Linked DNA regions of Sus scrofa: region 2 is linked to region 1. A link is a contact called in public HiChIP or PLAC-seq data. All regions are on one chromosome and are shown on one strand. The core of a region is the stretch at or near the end of the contact, and the rest is flanking DNA. Distances in the headings are between cores, read along the strand shown. Region 1 has its middle 93 kb from the start of IVNS1ABP. Region 2 has its middle 120 kb from the start of HMCN1.

What was found. HiChIP or PLAC-seq counts read pairs in DNA pulled down with a chosen protein or histone mark.
Region 2: a contact with region 1 is called in an H3K27ac HiChIP or PLAC-seq map of skeletal muscle. The contact joins two enhancer-like sites. A contact is called at or near these places in 2 of 2 datasets of contacts at active chromatin or transcription factors (alveolar macrophages and skeletal muscle).

Annotation. Positions count from the first base shown.
Region 1 is chr9:126,569,861-126,574,900 of Sscrofa11.1, reverse strand. No RefSeq gene overlaps it. Among named protein-coding and RNA genes, the nearest start is that of IVNS1ABP, 93 kb to the right of the region's middle. Within about 2 kb of position 2,655, at least 8 of the 83 cell types and tissues checked have an H3K27ac peak or open chromatin away from gene starts, as enhancers often do. A contact at or near this core is called in skeletal muscle, where this site is marked.
Region 2 is chr9:126,728,304-126,733,465 of Sscrofa11.1, reverse strand. No RefSeq gene overlaps it. Among named protein-coding and RNA genes, the nearest start is that of HMCN1, 120 kb to the left of the region's middle. Within about 2 kb of position 2,910, at least 4 of the 83 cell types and tissues checked have an H3K27ac peak or open chromatin away from gene starts, as enhancers often do. A contact at or near this core is called in skeletal muscle, where this site is marked.

The sequences.
Region 1 (5,040 bases), core at 1,406-3,905:
ATGAAAAAGGTACCTCCTGGAGCTCCCATCATGGCTCAGTGGTTTACCAATCCGACTAGGAACCATGAGGTTGCGGGTTCGATCCCTGGCCTTGCTCAATGGGTTGGGGATCCAGTGTTGCTGTGAGCTGTGGTATAGGTTGCAGACATGGCTCAGATCCCGTGTTGCTGTGGCTCTGGTGTAGGCCGGTGGCTACAGCTCTGATTCGACCCCTAGCCTGGAAACCTCCATATGCCGTGGGAGTGGCCCTAGAAAAGGCAAAAAGACAAAAAAAAAGAAAAAGATACCGCCTTTTTTACCACCTCAGCCAACAAGTTCTGTGTGCCAGACTCCATCAAGTCCCCACTGAAGTATAAGAGGAAGTGGGAAACGTAGTCTCTGGCCACTTCCAAGAAGCCACTGCCCAGTAACTACTCCTCACTCTGAAAGGGGAAAGCAAATCTTCGGTGAAGAGCTAATCATCACTATTGGATAATAAAATAACTGGGCTTGAAAGTTCTGCTTGAATTCCCATTTTCTTGGCTCTCAGCTTTCATAAGGGTTTAGCACAAGAAATCGCCACTTGCATTTACTGCAACTTCTTCAAATCTGTAGTTTGAATATACGGATCACAAGCTCTTACACTAGCTTGTAAGAACTTAGCAAGAACTGACTCCTCTAAACTCTGTATCTCTTACATTCAGTAGCTGCCCAAGGAATATTTGTTGAGTAAATGAATATTATGTTATCCAGGGTTACCTATACAAAATGAACCTGAATTCATCCTTGATTTCAACATCAGGGATGTTTCTCAAGATAAACTTCTATATCTGTCTGCTCCTACCACATTAAGCTAGTGATGGTTCTGTGAGCATGTAATATTACTAGTCTTCATGCATTTCCAGATACAGCTTCCTCTGCCTAGAATACTCTATCCTCATATTCACTTGCAAAATGCCTTCCTCTCCCTCAAGAGTTGGCTCAGGAATGGCCACCTAAACTCTAAGCTTACTGGATTCTTCCTGAAACTTAAGTACTTCTTCTTCTCCTGTGCTTCCACTGTAATTCTTATTCTAATTTATGGAAATTGTCTATTTATTTTCTGCCTCTCCATTAGATTAGAAACCATTTAGATGTAGAAACCATGGCTTTTCACCTTTATGTTGTCAACATCTTGGCCACCACCGCCTGATATAGCAGAGGTGCTCAGTTAATATTTGTTAAACAAATTATCATTGCTTTCATTTTTCCATACCTAAATAAAAACCATACCAGCATTTGAAGGTTGATATGCCTCTCCCTCTAATTCCCTTTCCTCCAAACATGAAGTGGTCTGATTTTCTGAAACAAATCAAAGTAGACATTGAAAGGAGAAAATCCTCATTATGACATTTAAGTTAAGCTTCTAATTCCATTGGTGTACATCTCTAAACACACTAATACACTCTCTGTTGCATTACATCAGAGTTTCAGGCTGACTTGGATCCTTGATTGGATATTAACCAGTATTTTTGTCGTGTGATAATCACGTCAGCAGAAGTATTTTTAGTATTTCACATTTGTATTATAATACTTATAAAGCTGAAAGAGTCACTTGTCTTTAAACTGAATCTTTAACTTTTCAGATATTAGAAGAAGAAACAGGAAAAAAAAAAAAAACTAACATTAACTAAATGCCTATGGGGTCCTCGATGCTTTATCTATTTTACTCATCTTGATTTTATATCAACCTATAGCAGAAATTGACAGAACATGGTACATCAACTGTATTTTAATAAAAAAAAAATTTTGAAAGATTTTACATCACCCTAGTGAGAGATAAGCATTATTATCACCATTTAGACATGTACAATGTAAGGTTTAGAAGGTTTAACATTGTGAGAGACAGGATTTAAATTCAGATGCATCAGGCTCTGTAGGAGGCTGAATAATGAGTCGCTCCCCCCACCCCCACCAAGGTGTCCATGTCCTGTTCCCCAGAACCTGTGGATACATAGCTTATAAATGGCAAAGGCGGCTTTGCAGAAGTGATTAAGGATTATGAGATAGAGAGATTCTTCTGGATTATGAGTGGACCCTAAATGTAATCACAGAGTCCTTGTAGTAGGAAGGCAGAGGGAATTTGTCTACCGTAGTGGACAAGGCAGGGTGACCTTGAAAGCAGAGTTGGAAGTTATGCATCCAAAGACCGCTGGGGTCCTCTAGAAGAGGAAGTGATAAGGAACAGAGTCTCCTCTGAAGCCTTCAGAAAGCACCAGACCTGCTGAAACCTAGATTTTTGCCTTTTAAGATTTTTTTTGATCTTCTGAACTCCACAACACCAGAAAATAAATTTGCATTGTTTTAACTTTGTGGAATTTGTTGCTGCTGGCAACAGGAAACAAATACAGGCTCCAATCTTTGAAAAAACCTATCTAAATAAATTCAGTGGAATAGACAGTACATTCTTAAGACAGAGTACTTAAACACCTCAGCATCCAGAAAAGCCAATAATCGGAGAAGTGTCAGATGAGATAAGAAAGTTCCAAATACGAAAACCCTCCAGGAACACTTGAGCCATCATCGTGACTATTCCACAGCAAAATGTGGAAATCTTTAGCCAAGTACTCCAGTAGATCTCCCCAGCTTGGAGGAAGGAAGAGTGAGAGAGCCAACCTCTCAGGTAGCCAAGCCATAAAAACTTATGGAGCTGAATCAAAACTCTGAACTGAACCACAAGCCTGAGGTGGCCAACACAAACCTCAGTAGAACTCGTTGTGCTTCCAGTAGCATAACACTTTCAAACAAGGGTCATGGTACATTTCCAGTTCCTAGGGCAAAGTTTTTCATACATCCTGCAGTAGCCCAAGACTGGAATTTACCGGAGAGTGAATAACTCAGGGGAAAAACAGCTTGCAAACTCTGTGCCTAACCCAGATGGAAAAACAAGCCACTGGCTTTGAGGCAGCACAAACTCCAGACCTCATGCCAATAATATTCTCCTTCAGGATTACATTTGGCATAAGAATAGGAATTATAGTAATTTGAATTACACATACTTTCCAATGCAAAATAAGTACTAGCATGAAGTGAAACAAAGTTTGTTTATATCCTCTGTTGTTCATTGAGACAATTATTGCCTCTCAAGACTGCTGCCCAGTGTCACCCTCTCAGGGGAAGTGTCCCAGGCAGGGGACAATTGCCAAGGCCAAGGGGTAACAGAGAATCTCCTGAATAAAATTAGCTTTTGTTTTCCTGCCCTCTTTTGATCATGATAGATATTTCAGCATAAAAATCTTTCAGTAATAGTTCTCTGAAATATTCAAAGAGGTAAGGCTCAGGTACTATCTCACATAGTCAGAATGGCCATCATTAAAAGGCTACAAATAACAAATGGGAGAGAGGGTGTAGAGAAGAGGAAACCCTCCTACACTGTTGGTAGGAGTGTAAGCTGATGCAGCCACTATAGAAAACAGTATAGAGGTTCCTCAAAGAAATAGAAATAGAGTTGCCATATGATCAAGCAATCCCACTCCTGGGCAGACAAAATTATAATTTCAAAAGATACATGCACCCCTATGTTCATACCAGCACTAGTCACAATACATCCAAGACATGGAAACAATCTAAATTTCCAATGACAGTTGGATGGATAAAGAAGATATGGTACATGTATACCATGGAATATTATGTAGCCATAAAAAAGAACAAAATAATGTCCCTTGCAGTGACACCGATGGACCTAGGGATTATCATACTAAGCAAAGTAAGTCAGAGAGAAAAAGATAAACACCCTATGATATCACTTATATGTGAACTCTAAAATAGGACAGAAGTAAATATCTGTTTAACAGAAACAGACTCATAGACATAGAGAACAGATTTCTGATTGCCACGGGGGGAGGAGAGAGGAGAAGGGATAGATTGGGATTTGGGGACTAGCAGATGGAAACTAGTATATACAGGGTGAATAAAAAAACAAGGTCCTAGGTAAAGCACAGGGAACTAGATGCAATATCCTGCGAAAAACCATAATGGAAAAGAAAAAAAAGGCAAGGCCCAGAGGCAGATAATAATAGTAATAATAAAAAGGCTGTCTGTTTGGTATAACAAGCTTCCCTGGTGGAGGTCGACTCTAATCTGATTGAGGACAAGATATGAATATAATGAAAATGCTGACTGAAATCTAAAGGGATTTTAACAGCGAAGACTGAAAGCAGTGAAAATATTTTCTGGAAATCCTTAACAAAAAAAGCTTTCCTGAAGTTTTTAAATTGCAGTTCTCCTGTGGTGCAGTCAGTTAAGGATCTGGAGTTGTCACTGTCGTGGCTTTGGTCACTGCTGCAGCACAGGTTTGACCCCTGGCCCAGAAATTTCCACATGCCACAGGTGCAGAGAAAAAGAATATTTTTTTTTAAAGTTCCACTTATTCCCTTATCAATCTCCCTGTATCTGACATTGTGGATGTAAGAATTGTCAGAAGTCCCATGAACAATATCGTAATCACTTAAATGATCCTGACAATGACTTTCATTTCAGATCAACTATATCAGAAAATGTCTCCCTAACATTCATTAAAATCAAATCAATAGGTAGTAATGGAGCATCAGTAATTCATAAAATGCTGTGGGAGGTACAACAGTTAGTTAGTGACCTCTCAGGGTTTATAATCTACTAAAGAGAAAGGACAAAATTATCTGAAATGTGAAACTTCAAAGTTTTAAACAAGGGCCAAAAACCAGAAACCCATTACAAAGTGTAGGGCACGGTCAGTCAACAAGTGATTCTATAGGAACAGCCATCATGGGGGTTGAAGGCCGAAGATCATATTAGAACTGCAAGCCTAGAAGGAGACTCGGGAATGTGGTTTTTTCTATCATGTTATGGAATGGCTAGAGCACCATAGCTAAGCAGTGTGACGAAGAAGGATGCAGGTACTGGAGTCCCACAGACCAAATGTCAAACCCCAGTTCCTCTGCTTGCCAGGCATCAGATCTTGGTAATTATTTAAACATTCCAAACCCACTTATCTTCCTCTGTAAAATGCCAATCAAACCTACCTCCCAAGATTGCCATGAGGTC
Region 2 (5,162 bases), core at 1,661-4,160, 160 kb before region 1:
CCTCCCACAGCCTCAGGTGTCAGCTCGGACCCCGCTTCCTCTGTGAGAGCTTCTCCGACACCCCGCCATCCCTGCACCCCCGCAGGTTAGGTGTGTTTGCTGTGTGTTCCCACAGCATCAGATTCTTCCTCTATCATAACACTTCTACTTTTTATATTTGCTTTTTTGTCTTCCTTTGCTGTTCTTTTGTAAGCTCCCTGAAGTCAGAAACCCCATCTATCCCGTTTTTCTCACCATTATATGCCCAGGGGTTAGTAAATATTTATTGGATGGATGGATGGATGGATAGATAAATCATAGCACTTGAAATCCTCTCTAAAATAATCAGATAAACTCTCTTAAATAAACTGGATGAGGCTTTTATTGAAAGGAAGCCTCAGTCAAAAGGCAGAGGACTACTGGTGGCAGACACTGGGGGACACAGAGGAATTCTCACTTTTTGGTTGCAATGTTCTATCCATACAAGAGTTAGTCAGTTTCTTCTGGTTGAGAGAGTTTATTTGATTACTTTGGAGAATCACTGCATACAGAGAAAAGGCAGACATTCTAGTAAGTGACACTAATAATTCAGAAGGATAAAGGGCTGGACACTAGGAACATTAAAAACTTACTTCAAATGCTCTCATAGAAAAACTTTAATAACTCAGTACCAGGTATATTTGCATGCCATAATTTATAGAGGATTAATTTATTTAGAGTTTTTTTGTTTGTTTGTTTAGGGCCGCACTTGTGGCATATGGGAGTCTTCAGTCTAGGGGTTGAATCAGAGTTGCAGCTGCTGGCCTACAGCACAGCCACCGCAATGTAGGATCTGAGCCGCCTTTGCGACCTATACCACAGCTTCTTTCCCACTGAGTGAGGCCAGGAGATTGAACCTGCATCCTCAGGGATACCAGGCAGGTTCGTCACACTGAACCACAATGGGAACTCCCTCAGAGAGTATTGAGTTACATGGCTTTTACTGTGCTTTTCACAATCCCCAGTCAGAATTCTGACCTGGTTCGCCTCTTAACAGATGCTCATCAAAGCAGGTAGGTTCCAGGATTGATGGCAGTTCTAAGGACACAGTCAGAGAATATTGTTTTGATCAACAATACAAGTATCATTTTTTTTTTTTAAAGCCCAGCACAAAATCTCATTCTTAGAAGAGCTATTTCTGAGTCTGTCTTCCCTACTACCAAATAAAAATAATAATGCAGTTAAATTCAAGGGACCTTAAGAACACATATCAGTCTCTTGTCATGATTGTGCTCCTAAATGGCAAAAATTTCTCTAGAAGTCAAGCTATGGCAATTCCCAGACTTTCATTAAATGTACAGTCGGCTCCCTGATGCTCTCTTCAAGGACTAGGTTAATGAAAACAAGGTCCCTAATTAAAAACACAGTTTTAATATTTACTTTCCAAGGAGTTGTAAAGGTACCATAAACAAACTGTAATCCCCTCCAGTGTTTGCATAGCTATCAGGCTTCTGAAATCATTAGACTTATTCAGTTTTAAAGTTTCACAGGTATAGCACCAAATTCGCAATGGCTGAAGATTATTTCATAGGTAGTGAATCTCAGTCCAGGTGTATAAGAAAGGAAGCTATTTCATAGTTACTTTTTAAAAAAAATTTTTGGCCATGCCTGGGCATGCAGGAGTTCCTGGGCCAGGGATGGAACCCACCCCACAGCAGTGGCAAGACCAGATCCTTAACCTGCTGAGCCACCAGGGAACTCCTAAAGTTACTTTTAATGTTCGACATGTACAAGAAAATCCTAGAAGAAATAGATCATGAATATTTCAAATACTTTCCTGCCACATTTATTTTATCTATAGCTGAGCATGCAGAAGTGTGGCAGGAACACTTGTCAATTAGAATTTTTTTTAGACTGTATCATGTGATGTGATGTGACTTGGGGTCCAACTGGCTGCAGTGAGAAGCAAGGAGCATAGAGCAATGACAGGCTGAGAAGGACAGAGACAGGTGGTTCCTGGAATGTGCAGGAGCCTCATGCATCCTGGTGAGCAAGGGAAGGGCTGGGGCAGGGGACAGTTTTACCCAGACTGGGCTGTGTTGACTTGATACCAGCAGTAGAGCATGACAGGTCCCCTGGCCAGGTCCTAACTCCCCTTGTGTTTGATCTGGCACCAGATCTTAGCCAGCTCTCTCTGTCCAAAGAATTTCCCCGACTGGGGATATGTTACTTAGAGACAAGACTCTAAACCAGCAATGAGTATATATATATAGATAACTGATCAAAACTTCAAATATATTTGTAACTGAACTCCAGGGGAATCGGGTATGGCAAAAAGAAAAGACACCCCCCCCCCCCCGCCCCGCACTCAATTAGCACTTCTTCTTCTCATTCTTTTCGATATCATTGTTCCTCTTGCTTTATGACTGACTTTCTCACAATCCTCTCTTTTTTTGTGCCTTCCCCTCCCTCCCCTCCCCTCTACCCCCAATTACCCCCCCCCCATTATTGCCTATGTAAAATCAGGCAAATTTCTGAACATCTTGGAACTGTGGTTTCTTCATCCTTAAACTGGGGTTAATACTATCTGTCTCAATGAATTTCTGCACTGCATGGTGCTTAACTAAATAGCACAGATCTCGAGTTCTCCCCTGTGCCAGTGCTTCTTCCTTGAAGACTGACTTATCATTGCAGAGTCCAGCTGAAGGCATGAGGACACACTCACTGAGGACCCACTACAACTTGCACTGGAAGGAGAGCAACCCAAGAATAAAAGAGAAGTTGCCAAGGCATTCTAACTGTGGGACTACAGATCGTGAACTTCGTTTGGCCTTTGAGACATTTCATTTCACAAGCAGAGATTACAATAACAAGCATGTACCCAGTGTCATGCTAAAATCTTATTCATGAACCTGCTGTTCTGCCACGATGATGGAAAGCTAGACTCGTTCCAAATAGACAAGTGAGCTGCAGCCAACTTTTGATTAATGAGGGACAGCTGATCTGATTTGGTGCTCCTTTGGGGGTCCTGCAAGGCCACGTTTCTGTCACATGCACCATTTTAACGTCAGCTTTCCTGCTCTGAGGCTGAGTCTGGGAAGGAGCCATAAATTACTTTCAATCATGCATATGCTGTTGAGCTGGCTGGAGGAGATGGGATGTCAATCTGCCTCTTTTTGGGGAAGGCGGGGGGAGGCTGGATGGAACCTAAAACATCCCAAGGTGCTATTTCAATTGTCATCTTCTGCTTGTCTCCTCCTCGTTCTTCCTGCCTTCTCCTTCTCCTCCAGATTACAGCTGAGGTTCTGGCAGTGCTGCTCAGGATGTCCTGGCTTGAAAGCAATGGGGGCAGTAAGGCTGGAATGGCAATTAAGGACTCAGGTTCTACCTCATCCATGATGAATGTATTCATTCAGTCCATCAGTCAATATGCGTTTATTGTCTCCACATATCCGGAAAGCACTACATTCAAACCTGCTCTAGGAAACTTCCTTTTGTTGGAGTAATTCCCAGCTGTGGCTGTGTCTAAATAGCCTGTGACATTGGCGGGGTGGGGGGGGATGCATATTCCTGGGCTCTACGCTCCAAGGATCCTGCTTCAGTATTCCTGGTGGGGCTCTCTGCATCTGTACTCAGACATGCAGCACCACTGCCTCTATTTCATTGCCATCTGCCTCACAAATGTCTTCCTCCAGCCATGCTCTCTCTGGGCACAAACACCGTCTGTCCACATCAGTCAGCTCATTATGGAAACTTAGTCAAGACCTTCTCCCACAAGAAATATCTATCCATTGGACAAACGCATATAAGCCTTGAGCCGGGAACTCAGTATCTACTCTATGCCAATGATCAGTCCAGGCACTCCCTCGGCTATTTTAACAGTGGTTTTCTGGAGACAACATTCTCTGCATAGAATACACCAGAGGAGGTCTTCAGCCTGAGGGAAAGTTTCCAAGGACAGGTATTTTAGTTGCCACTTAATCGGACCCAAGGTAGAGCTAGCCTATACCAGGTTCTCACGATTCAGGAAGTTGGGGGACAGGGAGGGGCGGGGATTTCTTTCTTGCTCTCTTTAGAAGTAGCAGCCTGGAACTGGGCCTTCTGTTTAAGTGAAGAAACCAGAATCCTAGCATGGAACATGACCTTAGAAGACCCCCAGAGAATTTGAAAAACAGATCAGCAACTCCCACATAATCAGGAGTTGGCAGAAAGCACTGGATAAGCTTAGAAAGATGATTAGTTCGTGCCTGACTTAAATGTTCTGCTTAGTGTTCATTATACAAGTTGACATATTTTAAGTTTGAGGTTATCTATGCCAAAATCTTTTTTCTTCGTAATATGGATTTGGTCATTTTACATCGTCTAAAACATGTAATTCTATATTATCCAACTCTGGAATGAGATACTGAGGGAGAATCTATGTGGTCGTAAGCCTGAGAGATCTCAGTAAGTTTTGGATCTAAGCCTTCCATGAACACAGGTTTGAAGGTGGCATTTTGTCAAGGCCAACACCCATGCCTGTGAATCCAGAAAACACTAGAAATGCTGAGATTGATACCCAGAGGATGAGCCAAAAATGACAGCTGAATTTAATCATTTAATTCTGATTGAAAGGGAAAGATGGAAGAGAAACACTAAATTAGTATAGGCACTTGGATAGAAGATGGCCAGAGTTGGAAAGTAAGAATCCGAACAAATACCTATTAGACCAACCGGGAATTTTAAATGAGCTGGAAAGAGTTGAACACATGTTATTTTTTGGGTTTTCATACTACCCCATCCCACCTCCCAGTCACTACAAGGCAGCAGTGGCATAACTTAAAGTGAGTTTTGCATCACTGGCATATAACATTTTTGGTGAAGGAGTAACCTGCCCGATCATAAAATCAGCATACAGGCATTTCTTAAAAAGTCAAATGCTTTTGGAAAGTAACCTGAGAGTAGCCCTCATAATTCCACTCACAGACTTCAGATTCCACCTGTTCCTCAGCCGACTGTGATGTGATGGCATCACATGGCCTAGGTGTGTCACAGGTCACGAGCTACACACCTGGCATTGGTCACAGACTGCACAGCTGGGAATCAGGGTTCATGAGACAAAGCTCATTTCAGATATCTGTCATTCCAAATGTCAGGAAATTAGAGATTAAATGGAAGGAGGCTAGAGACAAAAAGAAGGGAAAGGAAAGCTTGAGGTTACAAAT